Regions from separate parts of the Mus musculus genome. Here regions 1, 2 and 3 are each linked to region 4. The links are chromatin contacts, called in public HiChIP or PLAC-seq maps. All regions are on one chromosome and are shown on one strand. Each heading gives the region's core, a stretch centred on a gene start, on an enhancer-like site or on the middle of the called end of the contact. The rest is flanking DNA. Distances are from core to core; before and after follow the strand shown.

Region 1 (3,193 bases), core at 98-2,597, 620 kb before region 4:
CCCTTACCCACCCACCCCCACTCCCCTACCCACCCACTCCCCCCCTTTGGCCCTGGCGTTCCCCTGTACCGGGGCACACAAAGTCTGCGTGTCCAATGGGCCTCTCTTTCCAGTGATGGCCGACTAGGCCATCTTTTGATACATATGCAGCTAGAGTCAAGAGCTCAGGGGTACTGGTTAGTTCATAATGTTGTTCCACCTATAGGGTTGAAGTTCCCTTTAGCTCCTTGGGTACTTTCTCTAGCTCCTCCATTGGGAGCCCTGTGATCCATCCATTAGCTGACTGTGAGCATCCACTTCTGTGTTTGCTAGGCCCCGGCATAGTCTCACAAGAGACAGCTACATCTGGGTCCTTTCAGTAAAATCTTGCTAGTGTATGCAATGGTGTCAGCATTTGGAAGCTGATTATGGGGTGGATCCCTGGATATGGCAGTCTCTACATGGTCCATCCTTTCATCTCAGCTCCATACTTTGTTTCTGTAACTCCTTCCATGGGATGTGGGAAGTTTCTAATATTTTCTCCTAGGTCTCAATGGTTACAATATGTTTTAAACTGCCACCTTGTCACCCAGTTCCTGTTTTGTTTTGTTGTTTTGTTTTAAGCCACTTAAAAAAATACTTGTAATTCCAACAGAAAAACCCTAATGAGATGCCTGGGTTCTGAAACAAAGACTTAATGAGGAAGCCCTTGCTTGAGCACCCTCAGGATGTTGACAAGGTCCCACCACGCCTGTGAGTCTCCCACTGTGAGCTGGCAGGGCTCCTACCACCCAGAAAGTGATAGACAAACTCCCTGGAGATGTCTTGCCCCCAGGGGGAATACAAACAGAAGAGGCAGAAATCAGAGCCACCTCCAGAGTGGTGATGTGAAGAGGTTACCTTCTAGCTTGTGGGGGAGGGCTCCCACCCCCTCTTTGTCCTCCCTGTGTCCTTGACACAGACAAGCCAAAGAGAGAGGTAAAGTCCCTTGGCAATCTTGCCTAGTAATAACTCAAAAGAGGAACACCCATAATCTGTTGAGCTAAAGAGCAAAGAATATCCCTTTGGGGAGAACAGAATTTTTAATAGGAGACAGGTCAGTCTGAGTTTTGTTTTCTGTTAAAGACGCCAGCCAACATTCCTAAATCTAGATGTTATGAATAAACAAAAGTAAAGGGGAAACTAGTCACCCGTGGTCCATGACAGTAGGTAGACAATGATGTACAAAGATCTGTCCTTTTTACACAGGAATTTTACTTCCCATATTTAGAATCATGCACCCCACCCCCACCCCTTGGGGGAAGGGACTGCCTGCTGAAGAAAGGTCCCGTAGTGCCTCCTTGCATAGTTTGTGCCATGAGTCATGGCTGGGCCATGCCTTGTCCTTCAGCTCCACTGAGAAGAGTCACTGTGCACTGTATTCCTTCCTTCTGACACAGTCTGACTTCACTAGAGATTGAGTTCCTCTTTTGACTTACATGGTCAGCCAGGAAACCCTACTCACAACAGATAGAGCAGGGTGGAGTTTAAGTCCCAGTATGCATTGGATGGAAACACCTCTCCCCGTGTGCTGAACTGTCTTTGAAAACTTTCCAAACTATGGTAGTACTGAGTGGTAATATTAAACCTCCCTAGATTGGGAGGGGGGTGGCAACATGTGAAGAAATAAAAAAGGGGGAGGTAAGCTAGAAGAGCATAGAAAGTATCTGTGAAGTGCTCAGCCACAAAACTGAGACACCTAGATCATATTATATCAGCCAGGCCCTCTCCAGCCCAGGATCAGGGAGCATGGCAAAACAGACCATGGAAAAATCTCCTCCAGCCAGGGGTCAAGAAGGACCAGATTGAAGCAGCATCACTAGACAGGACAGAACCACTACACTCCATGAACTCGCAGCTGCTGTGGTTGGCGGCATCAGATCTGCACAAGATCAAGCCAGTCAGCATTCCAGAACAGAACGGGGAAGGGCTTGTGAGCCTTCTCTCAGCTGAGGGGCTACTATCCTCTGAAGGCTTCTAGGGGAAAGAGACTCGGCTTTCTTTAAGACCAGGATCCTTGGAAGATTGGCCATGCTTTAATGAATGCTTCACACCCATGAGTATTTGGACAGTATAAACTGGAATCAGTGTGTTATTTAAAAAACAAAAGAAGATCTGAAGTCGGGCTGGGAGGGATAAGGTTGGGATGGATCTGTGAGGGGCTAGAAAGAAGAGTAAAAGATGAATATGATCAAATTTCATTGTTTTGGGGTATGAAATTCTCAAAGAGTTAATAAAAATATAATACTTTTTAAATTAAAAATAACCTAAAAGGATCATTTAAGTTATTAAAAATGAACTAGGAAGATTTAGGTTGAAGGAAACATTTTTGATTCATCTGTCCACCTTTTATTGCATTGAAAGACTTTGGGAGACAAAAAATGAAAATTGCTAGGACGACATGTGTCTATGTACATATACACACACAGAAGTTATTTATTTAAATTGTTTAACTTGACTATATGGGGAGAGGATATTCTCATTGAAGGGTTTGTGAAAAAGTCTTCTGAATGCAAGCATATCAATAAACTGTTCGCTTGAACACTTGTGTTAGATACCTTGAGTGACAATAAAAGTCACAAGTCCCCACCAGCCAACAGCTCCAGCTTCTGCTGGTGCAAGTTTTGCATCCTATATCAGAACTGCTTCTGGAAACTTCCCATGTCTGATAGTTGTTAAAGTGAAAATTCTGAATCTCCATAAATGAATGATAGTTCTTACTCAAGAATAGAGAAGACTTGGTTCTCCCTCTCTTTTTTTCTTTCCATCTTGAAAACTGTATTTAGAGCTTTGGCTTGCATGATAATAAATGCCCATTTACATTTATGAACAGGAGATACACAAATTTATGTTTACCATAACCAAGTATAATTCTTCATGAAAGACCAAGTATATTTCTTGATGTACAAAGATCTGTCCTTTTTACACAGGAATTTTACTTCCCATATTTAGAATCATACACCCCACCCCCACCCCTTGGGGGAAGGGACTGACCAAGTGGTGCCATCTAATAAGGACCTTGGTACCTAGTATAGAAGTGAATGGATGGTTACTCGTGAGAATTGAGGAAATACTTAGATATATTAGCTTTAGAAAGCAGAAGACTCCTGGGACACAAAGTTTCAATGCTCTTTTAACAAGTCTAAGAATGCTCAGGGAAATATTGAGAAAAGAC
Region 2 (3,135 bases), core at 18-2,517, 660 kb before region 4:
CCATCCATCATCATGGGATGACACGGTATAGGAACTTGAGGCAGCTGGTCACGCCATGACTACCATTAGGAACAGAACATGAAGAATACTGGTACTTATCTCACTAGCTCCTTTTTATACTGCTCAAAACCATGGCCCATAGAGATGATACCATCCACATTAGGGATGGGTATTTCTTGGTCAGTAAAATGTCTCTAGAAACTCTCTAATGCAAGCATGCATGCACACACACACACACACACACACACACACACACACACACACAGTGTCGATTACAAATTGACATAAAAATTAGCCATCAAAATATAGTATATTTTATTGTTATAGACTCTATATACACTATTTATGGCTATGTGTGCATGTCTTCCCCTCTCAGGTTGACTTGTGTCCTTCCAAAATTTATATATTGAAGTCTTAACCCCCAGTATCCCTAGAATGTGACCACATTTCAAGACAAGATCTTAAAGAAGTAAACTGAGGTACAGTGAGGTCATCTGGGTGAGCCATATCCCCTGGTAACTGGCATCTAATAGAGAGAGACTGGGACACAGTCAAGACAGAAGTCTGCCCACATGAGACCACAGCAAGAAGCATGTTGCCTCCAAACCACAGAGAGATGCTGTGAGAGAAATGACCCCACTGAGGCCTGCTTTTGGATTTTTTATTTTTGTATTTGTATTTTTGTATTTTTGTATTTTATATTTTTTGTAGAGTCTTGGAATTTTGTGTTAAAATGCAGATGGATGGTGATTCAATCACCCTACGTCATTTTGTTATGGAAACCCAAAGTAAACTAATACACACACACACACACACACACACACACACACACACACACACACGGCAGCCCAGTCTGGAAACACAGATAAACACAGCTGCAAAGATTTAGTAGTATCACACTAGAAATGATAAGCAATATTATCTCAGAGTCCAGCCTTATGGTCCACCTCTGTAGGTACACACATATGCCAATGTCTTGGCATCATTCTTGCACCAAGAGAAAAGGAGAGAGTAAAGTAAATATGAGCCAGCTGATAAGGCTGGGACCAAGCCTAAGAGTGCTACCAGAGACTTCTAACAGCTTTCTTCTAGAGGGGCATCTCCCAAGTCCTTGGGGGGTTACCCTGCCTCTCACAGACACTAGATTCCATAAAGTGGCCACACACTCTTCCTCTTGGGCTACTGCAGACACCACCTTGCCCTTTGGCTTTGGACCTGTCTGCCCTAGGTGATGGCTCCTCCTGGAACTTCTCCAGAGAGAGCTTTGCTAAGAGGCAGAAGGTTATGCCTGCCTAGAAGTGGTTAATGATTACTGAGAACTTGGAAGGCTCCATTGTTATTCTCAGAAACTTACACGCAAAGTTGAAAGCAAGATCCTTGGTGGTAGGAGGGAAGTGGGGCAGTAGAACAGAACAGGACAGAACTAAGCTCTTACTTCTGGCTTAACCCGTTCAACTTTGCAGAAGCTGCAGTTGTCCTGGCACGGAGAAGTTCTGGTCTTCTGCCACAGCAAAGAGTTTAAAAATAGCAACGTCGCCATTTTTTAAATGAGGAAGTCCAAAAATATGATCTTCAGGGTGAGTTAATAGCGGATGTCTCAGCTCACAGAAAGAGAAAGAAAGGGAACTTCTAGATTTAAATGGCATTTTAAAAGCTGTCACCTGTTTCTTTTTTATGTTATTTATTTATTTATACATATATAATGGGTTGCACATGCAGGTTTGAGGCCAACTTTGGGGAGTCACCTCTCCTTTCTACCATATCAGTACTCACCCACCATCAAGCTCAGGCTCACGTAGTTAGCATCAAATGCCCTTAACTACTAAGCCAGCTCATTGGCCCCTACTCTTGATATTTTTGATATAAGGTTTCACCTATATATTCTTCTACTATGAAGTTTAAAGGCATACTACATTTACATAAACAAGAGAAAATTCAAAAATTGGGATAGAAACATTTCAATAAAATAAAAAGGCACAGTATGCATTGAATGCAATTTCTTCTTTACTTACAAGGAGTTAATTTATTTTACTCTCCTCATATTTGCTATTTCTGAAAAAAAATAATATAATGCATTTTATTATATTCACTCCCTTCCCTGACTTCTTCCCCACCCATCCCTTACTTCACTACCTTTTTTTTTAATTTATCAAGTACAGTTTGCACTGCACATATTCTTTTGGATGTGCAGCCTTCACTGCAGTTTGACTGTCTTAGTTACTTTTTTATTACTGTGACAAGACACCATGACCAAGGAAATTCATGGAAGAAATAGTTTATTGGGGCTTACAGTTTCAGAGGGTAAGTCTGTGACTATCATGTCAGAGGACACAGCAACATAGACAGGCGTGGTGCTGAAGGAGTAGCTGAGAGTTTATACTTTCAGACACAACCATAGAGAGAGAGATCTAGTTGGGGAAGGTATGGGCTTTTGAAACATCAAAGTCTAACCCTAAAGACACACCTACCCCAACAAGGCCACACCTCCTAATCCTTCCCAAACAATTCTACCAATTGGGAACCAGGCGTTCAAATATATGAGCTTGTGGGGACCTACTCACCCAGAACACCACAGTAGCCTAACCACCATTAACAGTGCCCTTAAAGAAAACTAATTCTTTCTTCCAGCAGCTATCACTTATCAATAGTTTCTTAAGCAGGAGTAATAGTTCCTGCCCACCTCCCCTCTCATGCTTTAATTTTGTCTGGCCTGAGTCTGTGAGCTGCCTAGCCATAATTTCTTGGCTCTAATACTAGTGCCAGGTATGGTTTCAAACTTGTGGAGTGGGTCTTTAATCTAATCAGAAAGTGGTTTGGTTACTCCTGTGACATCTGTGTCATGATTACACCTGTGGACATATCTTGCCAGTAAGATATGCAGAATCCACAACTGCATAAGAATGGTAATTATTTTTTTTCCTCCAGTAGCATAATAGTAACTTCAAGGGGGACAATGGAAGCAATTCAATAGGATGAAGCTCCCAGGTAAATGCCAGCATGTTCTATGACATAAGTATATGGTATCTTCAGCAAAAGGGTCTTACTGCCAAATTCTGGAGAATAATCAAGAGCACAATCCAGATATCTCCTTTGGGTATATATCCCATGGACTCTATATTATAGGTATACTTATTC
Region 3 (3,072 bases), core at 240-2,739, 840 kb before region 4:
TAAGATGGGAAGAGTCAAGCCCTCTTGCCATGGCTGAAACTCCCTCCCTACAAGAGGAGAGAGTTCAGGAAGGCTCCGGATGACAGTCAAATTTCAGCAGAAACATTCAAGCAAGATGCCAATGGACACATGGTTATTGGTGTTTTTAGGACAGTATCAGCTAGGGGGCATTAGAGAAAAAAAGAGTAATAAAATACAGGGGCCTGAATCATAAACAGGGCACACAACTAAAAGGAGCAAAGATCACTTTTTCCTACAAGTGCGAGGACAGAATGAGAGGGTATTGGTCTAATTGTGCAAAGTCATTAGAGTTTGTTTGATTTAGCATACACAAGGCTTTGCATGTTGACAGAGTAGAGAAGTAATTTATTGGAGTGTGAAAAATTGAATCCCTGCGTTATCGATTGTAATAGAACATTGCTGAGGATAAAGGAAAAGACAACACCAAGAGAGTGGGTAGTTTCATTCTCACTGTCTCCCAATCTCCCAACAGAATGCTGATCTTGCTGCTAGAACCCAGACAAGTTGGAAAGATGAAGAGATTCATCAACAAACAGGAAGGCATTGCTGACATCAGCTAAAGAAGCAATAAGGGTTTCTTATGTCTGTAACATGGGGCGGGAATAAAGCAAGCATACTTTATAAAAAGCACAGGCAACTCCGGGAGTGGATGAGAAGGAAAAGAGTTCCTTTAGTTACAGGTTCTTACCCATGTCTTATCTATTTGTAGATATGTACAGAGGAAATTTTATGAACTTAGCTTTCCAGAGAGAAAATATGTGTGGTGTATGTGTGAGTGTGATTGTGTGTGTGTGTGTTCGCCTCTTTGCTAGTTTCTTTGCAACACGGGGTCTCTTTGTTACATTAGTCCACCATGAGAAATGAAACCAAGTGAACCTTAGGTAAATTAGTTTGAGAAACATTTAGTTTAAACAAAGTTAAGCAGAGTTCTTCATAGAGGGCCTTCTCAGAATTGTTACTATAATTAACACACACTGAGAATTATTTAAGTAAGTGATAAGAGTGGGCCCAGTTTCTCAAACTTAATCACAGAACCATTGTTTTTCTTGAACACATACTGACTTCTTGCCAGGAACTGGTGTTTTCCATGAAATCTGAAGGCAAATCTTGAAAGGCAAGACGGGATAATAGAAAACAAACAAACAAACAAAAACCAAGAGACAGCACAGTGCCATTACATTAAATGCATATATGTGTGTAAGTTGGATCACCAGACACAGAGGTTTCCTCCTAGAAATGGGCTGCCAAGGTAGACATAGTTGTTTCTGCTGTTCAAGGTCCAGAAAACAGGGTTGAAATATGAGATTTTGAGAGGTCAGCGAGGAACCCAGAATACAACACTTTCCAAGACCTCTAGAAAGTGGCTTCATGTGAGTTAGTCCAAAGCTCAAGAAGATTAAGCCAGGGTCTGGTCTAAAGAAGAGACTCATTCCCTTGACCCGGATCTCAAGCATCCTGTCTGCTGTGCAAAGCAGCCATCTGGTACAAAGCCGGCATTCCTGACATGACTTTCAGGTGAGTCACTTGCAAAGCTCTTGGTTTTGATTTTTTTTTTCCTGAAGTACATTGCCTATTTTCATTCCTATCTTTATTTTTTTCCTCCAGCTAGAAAAGCTTCCTGGTGTAACTCTTCCTGTAAAAACACAATTAATATTCAGCCCTTGATTCCACCCAAATTCCTATAGAAGGCAATGAGCAACGCTGTTTTGTTCTCCCTCCCACTGAGAATTGTGAAAAGCGTGGGATGCCTTTCTAATTCAGGAAGAGTCTCCTCCATGACTTTGTCCACTGTGTTACAGGAGATTCCCCACAAACTCCTGACTTCAATCTGTTATGGAGTGGGCAAATAACATTATCTACCCAGAGATGATTGTCTCCAATCAGCAGCGGCCTTCCCATAATATATGTTATTAACATTTATAAAAATATATAAAAGTAGAATGGACGGGTTCTCCTAGGAGAAGAAATTTTAAATCTATGGGTACTGGCATAGGATCAAGACTCTGTGGGATTGATAAGTCTAGACAAGAGTGACTTAGACCAAAAGGAATTGGCATGTGTTAGATTACTTACTGTTTGCCAATGCGTAATCCAGGCACCCAGTGTTAGTCAATTAATATTTACTAGTAGTTTAGTTAGCAGGTACCATCTCCTGAATAGAGTTTGCTTCTGCTTTGTGACCCAAATGTCTGTTGTCTCATGCTGTTTTATGTCTTTGATTTCATTTATTCGATTTATTTGTATCTGATCAACTTCAAAAGGTTAGCTGTGGTTGACACAAGTGATCTTTTAGGTATCAATAGACAAATTAAGCAGCCTATGGCCTCATCAGCCTCCAACATGATTGGCAGCTATGAGGAGTCAATGAACATGAAGGAGTAAAGGTGCCATGTATTTATTAAGTAACTTCATAGCACTTGGAACCTATTTTCTCTGTAGATGTATGTGAGTAATCAAGGATGGTATGTATGTGCAAACCCATAGATAAACACCAAAGGAACACTGGGGGAAAAGAAGAAAATGAAAGAAATTAAGGAGAATGTTAGGAAACTAGGAACCAATACTGTAAGTTCAGTTCCTGTTGAATTCGGTCGCACGGAGAGCTACGATAAGTAGCTTGAAGACACTTTATTTCTCTAACTATTTTTTTTTAACTGAGGATGGGCCAATGAGTTGTTCTTAACTTAAAATCCTGGAGTAAAGAGTTACTAATGGATGTGATAAATGCAGGCGACAGAGCCACATTCTTCCATAGTTTCTAGGTTTCAATAATTACAGCAATTTTTTTTTTTGTAGCAGGAGACAGTTCAGACCACGTTCATATAGCTACGTGCTGAGGACATAAGAAGACAAAGGTTGCTAGGCCACTGCCATTTTCCATCTATGCGTGAAGAGTTTGAAAAGAAATCCAAATTTTTTTTTTCAGGATGGAGAAGAGGTGATGGCTGAGTACCGTCCAAATCCTCTGGCACACAGCAGGCATAATGGGCAGACATTTTGAATATCTAGACACAAAAGACAACTAGAATAAACAGAGTCACAAAAGTAAAA
Region 4 (3,067 bases), core at 105-2,604:
GTGTGTGTGAAGACGACATGCAGCATGTGAGTGAACTTTTAGGTGAAACTTCCATTTACCATCCCACACCTATGTGTACTTGGGCGTGCATGGGATTAAAAACAGGTGCATCTGGGTAAAGGATATGCAAAACTAACAAAGGCTTGCCTAACTCAAGCCTGTCCGTCAGGGGCATATAACCACCCTCACCACACCCTGGCAGTCTTCCGTCTGCACCTATACAAGCAAAATGAAAGCTTGGGAAGTAACCTAGGAGTCTTGGTGAAACCACATTCAGGGACACTGCTTCTTTGCTTCTGAATAAAACCTCTTGCTGCTTTGGTATCTGTGTACACTCCTATAGTTCTTAGTACAAGATTACAAGAACCAAGGAAAACTTAATCTAGGCAGCGACCATATGTGTGTGTGTGTGTGTGTGTGTGTGTGTGTGTGTGTGTGTGTGTGTGTGTGTGCATGTGTGTATGTGTGTGTGTGTATGTGTGTGTGTATGTATGTTTGTATGTATATGGGTGTGGGCTTTAAGACCCTCAACCTAGCTTCCTGGAAACCACTTGCTCCTGTTTGCCTTCAGAACAAGATGTAGAACTCTCAGCTCCTCCTGCACCATAACTGCTTGGACACTGCCATGCTCCTGCCTTGATGATAATGGACTGAACCTCTGAACCTGTAACCATTTCACTGGTTAAATATTGTCCTTATAAGAGTTGTCTTGGTCACGGTGTCTGTTCAAATCGGTAAAACCCCAAGACAAGGAGAATATGTTTTCCCGTCACTATTGTGCTCGTAAAGTGGGCTGAGGGCAGGATCCACGCATGAAATAAAGATTACCTGAGCCCACAGCCCATTATTTCTGATCACTCCTCCTTTTACTAACACCTACAGATTTACCAACGCACAGAATCCTTCCAAGACTTAAAGATAGAGAGAGACCTGTCTAAGCAAGTTCTAAATCTAGAACTAAGCAAGTGAAGTTTCTAAGAAGCCAAACTGAGAAGCCTTATGTCATCAAGCAATGTAACCTGGGTCGATTGCAAGTGCAGCATTTGTCTTTAAAATGAGAATTATTGTCTTGGCATGAAGACAGTTCAAGCACACAGAGGGAGCGAGCAGACAGGCTTTGTTTTCAGTTAAGTGAGGGAGGTATGCATTTATCACACACACACACACACACAGACACACACACACACACACACACACACACACAGAGTGATGGGGTCATCATTACGGCTGCCTTAGGCATCTCTTTGCAACAGAATATGGTCTGTTTCCACCACCACCACCCCCCATGTACACATCCTTAAGGAATGTGATCTTTGCTGAGATCATGGGCAGGAAATGACCTTGAGAAAAGCTACTCGATGCCATTCCTTGAATAGTCTGCTGTCAGCTCCCCCAGACTATCAGACATGAGGTGGTAAGGGCTGACTTCAGCTGTGCAAACAGAAGCCGCCAAAGGATGCCAGGAGAGAAAAAGCAAGCTAGTAACCAGAGCTATTTACATGTGGATGAAACACAACCACCCCTACCCCTGTAAAGGGTCCACGATGCTGTGACTCAGACAACTCCAAGCTCGAGTCTTACAGGTGACCTTTTCCAGGACTGTTACAAGGACTGGTTATTATCTTGGGGGGTTTTCCTCTGTGTGAAGAGCCTCAGGGCAGTGTTTACTCTGGAAGAGTGTGCTATGGCCTGTGATAACACTTCTGGCATGAGGAAATCTTGGATGTTCACCTAACCAAGCCAGAGCTTTCTGGCCATTAAGTTACACGGACAATAATGAAACAAAACTACAAGCTTGCCCCTGATCTGGCTTCCCTTCCAGGCTCAGATTCCCATGGATAAGTTTCATGGGATGGTTTGGTCCTTCACTCTCAAGCTCTTTGAACTGTTTCATGCCCTCCTTGTGCTTTGTTAGCTTTCCCAGAATCCTTCAGCACTTCCTAGTTGTCTCCATCCCTTACCCGTAACCATCCCCACGTGGCCACTGCAGTATCACCTGCAGGTCAGTTTAAGGCACATAGGCCACTAGCTGTCTCCGGTGTCATCTTTCAAACAGATCCCAAATTTTGTCCAAGTGCTCAGCACTCCCAATGCTTCAAGAACAATATTTACCCACTTCCTCTTGGGCAGATCTGGTGGATCTGAGTTAGACCATACCCCTTGCCTTGCCAGGGAATGCTGTTTCTGGCCTGTGAAGTGATGGGCAATGAAGAGCTATGACTATTTTGGGGACTGTTCTCCACACTCTCACCTGCCCGATGCTATTTTGGGATGAAGATAACCATGCCCTTTTATTCATATGCATGTCTTCACCCTCCATTCTGTAAGCTCAATAGCAGAGCTTTGCTGCCTTTTACCCCTGACTCAGTACAGTGCCTGGCATAAAGTAGACCTTCTAAACATGTTTGTTAAATGGGTGAATGATAGAAAGAATGGATGATGGGGTAAGGCCCACACCATGGTGAATTTTCTTACTGTGCTTTGTGTGTTAACAAGGGATCCAAATTCTTGAATCCTCAGTGAAAGGAAGTCTATTTGGTGCAATGCTTGGTAATAAAATGCAAAGTCTCGTCTATAAGATCTGCCTTTTACCAGAACAATATGCCAGGCCAGATGTAAATGTTTTATCTTTCCTAATTAGGAAATAGTCCTTCCATACTATCTATATGAAGAGACCACTCATCAAAAACTTACAATTCCACAGAAAGTGAGTAACTGGGGAGGGTCTTAGGACAGCCAACATACAGTGCATCATATGTACTATAGTTTGTTTGTTTGTTTTTTGTTTTGTTTTGTTTTGTTTTGTTTTCAAAACAGGGTTTCTCTGTATAGCCCTGGCTGTTCTGGAACTCACTTTGTAGACCAGGCTGGCATCGAACTCAGAAATCTGCCAAGTGCTAGGATTAAAGGCATGTGCCACCACCGCCCGGCATGTAGTATAGTTTCTGCAGAGACACCTCCACCTCCAAGTTCGTTATTAAGATCAGCAAGACAGGAAGTCCCGAGGGTCATGAATTGGAAGCAGAAGAGAAGAAAGTGTCCCCTGCAGGGCATTGCAGGTACATAT

The links. HiChIP or PLAC-seq counts read pairs in DNA pulled down with a chosen protein or histone mark.
Region 1: an HNF4G HiChIP or PLAC-seq map of pancreatic cancer cells shows a contact between it and region 4. The contact joins two enhancer-like sites. A contact is called at or near these places in 1 of 484 Hi-C or Micro-C datasets (bone marrow-derived macrophages) and 2 of 115 datasets of contacts at active chromatin or transcription factors (embryonic basal ganglia and pancreatic cancer cells).
Region 2: a FOXA1 HiChIP or PLAC-seq map of pancreatic cancer cells shows a contact between it and region 4. The contact joins two enhancer-like sites. A contact is called at or near these places in 1 of 115 datasets of contacts at active chromatin or transcription factors (pancreatic cancer cells) and 1 of 9 other capture datasets (embryonic stem cells).
Region 3: an H3K27ac HiChIP or PLAC-seq map of embryonic fibroblasts shows a contact between it and region 4, with 9 times the contacts expected there. The contact joins two enhancer-like sites. A contact is called at or near these places in 1 of 484 Hi-C or Micro-C datasets (bone marrow-derived macrophages), 2 of 115 datasets of contacts at active chromatin or transcription factors (embryonic fibroblasts and extraembryonic endoderm stem cells) and 1 of 9 other capture datasets (embryonic stem cells).

The regions. Positions count from the first base shown.
Region 1 is chr13:42,326,920-42,330,112 of GRCm38.p6, reverse strand. No RefSeq gene overlaps it. Among named protein-coding and RNA genes, the nearest start is that of Edn1, 27 kb to the right of the region's middle. Within about 2 kb of position 1,347, at least 97 of the 459 cell types and tissues checked have an H3K27ac peak or open chromatin away from gene starts, as enhancers often do. A contact at or near this core is called in pancreatic cancer cells, where this site is marked.
Region 2 is chr13:42,366,208-42,369,342 of GRCm38.p6, reverse strand. No RefSeq gene overlaps it. Among named protein-coding and RNA genes, the nearest start is that of Gm32833, 36 kb to the left of the region's middle. Within about 2 kb of position 1,267, at least 60 of the 459 cell types and tissues checked have an H3K27ac peak or open chromatin away from gene starts, as enhancers often do. A contact at or near this core is called in pancreatic cancer cells, where this site is marked.
Region 3 is chr13:42,547,793-42,550,864 of GRCm38.p6, reverse strand. No RefSeq gene overlaps it. Among named protein-coding and RNA genes, the nearest start is that of Phactr1, 130 kb to the left of the region's middle. Within about 2 kb of position 1,489, at least 48 of the 459 cell types and tissues checked have an H3K27ac peak or open chromatin away from gene starts, as enhancers often do. A contact at or near this core is called in embryonic fibroblasts, where this site is marked.
Region 4 is chr13:41,704,133-41,707,199 of GRCm38.p6, reverse strand. No RefSeq gene overlaps it. Among named protein-coding and RNA genes, the nearest start is that of Gm40925, 29 kb to the right of the region's middle. Within about 2 kb of position 1,354, at least 43 of the 459 cell types and tissues checked have an H3K27ac peak or open chromatin away from gene starts, as enhancers often do. A contact at or near this core is called in embryonic fibroblasts and pancreatic cancer cells, where this site is marked.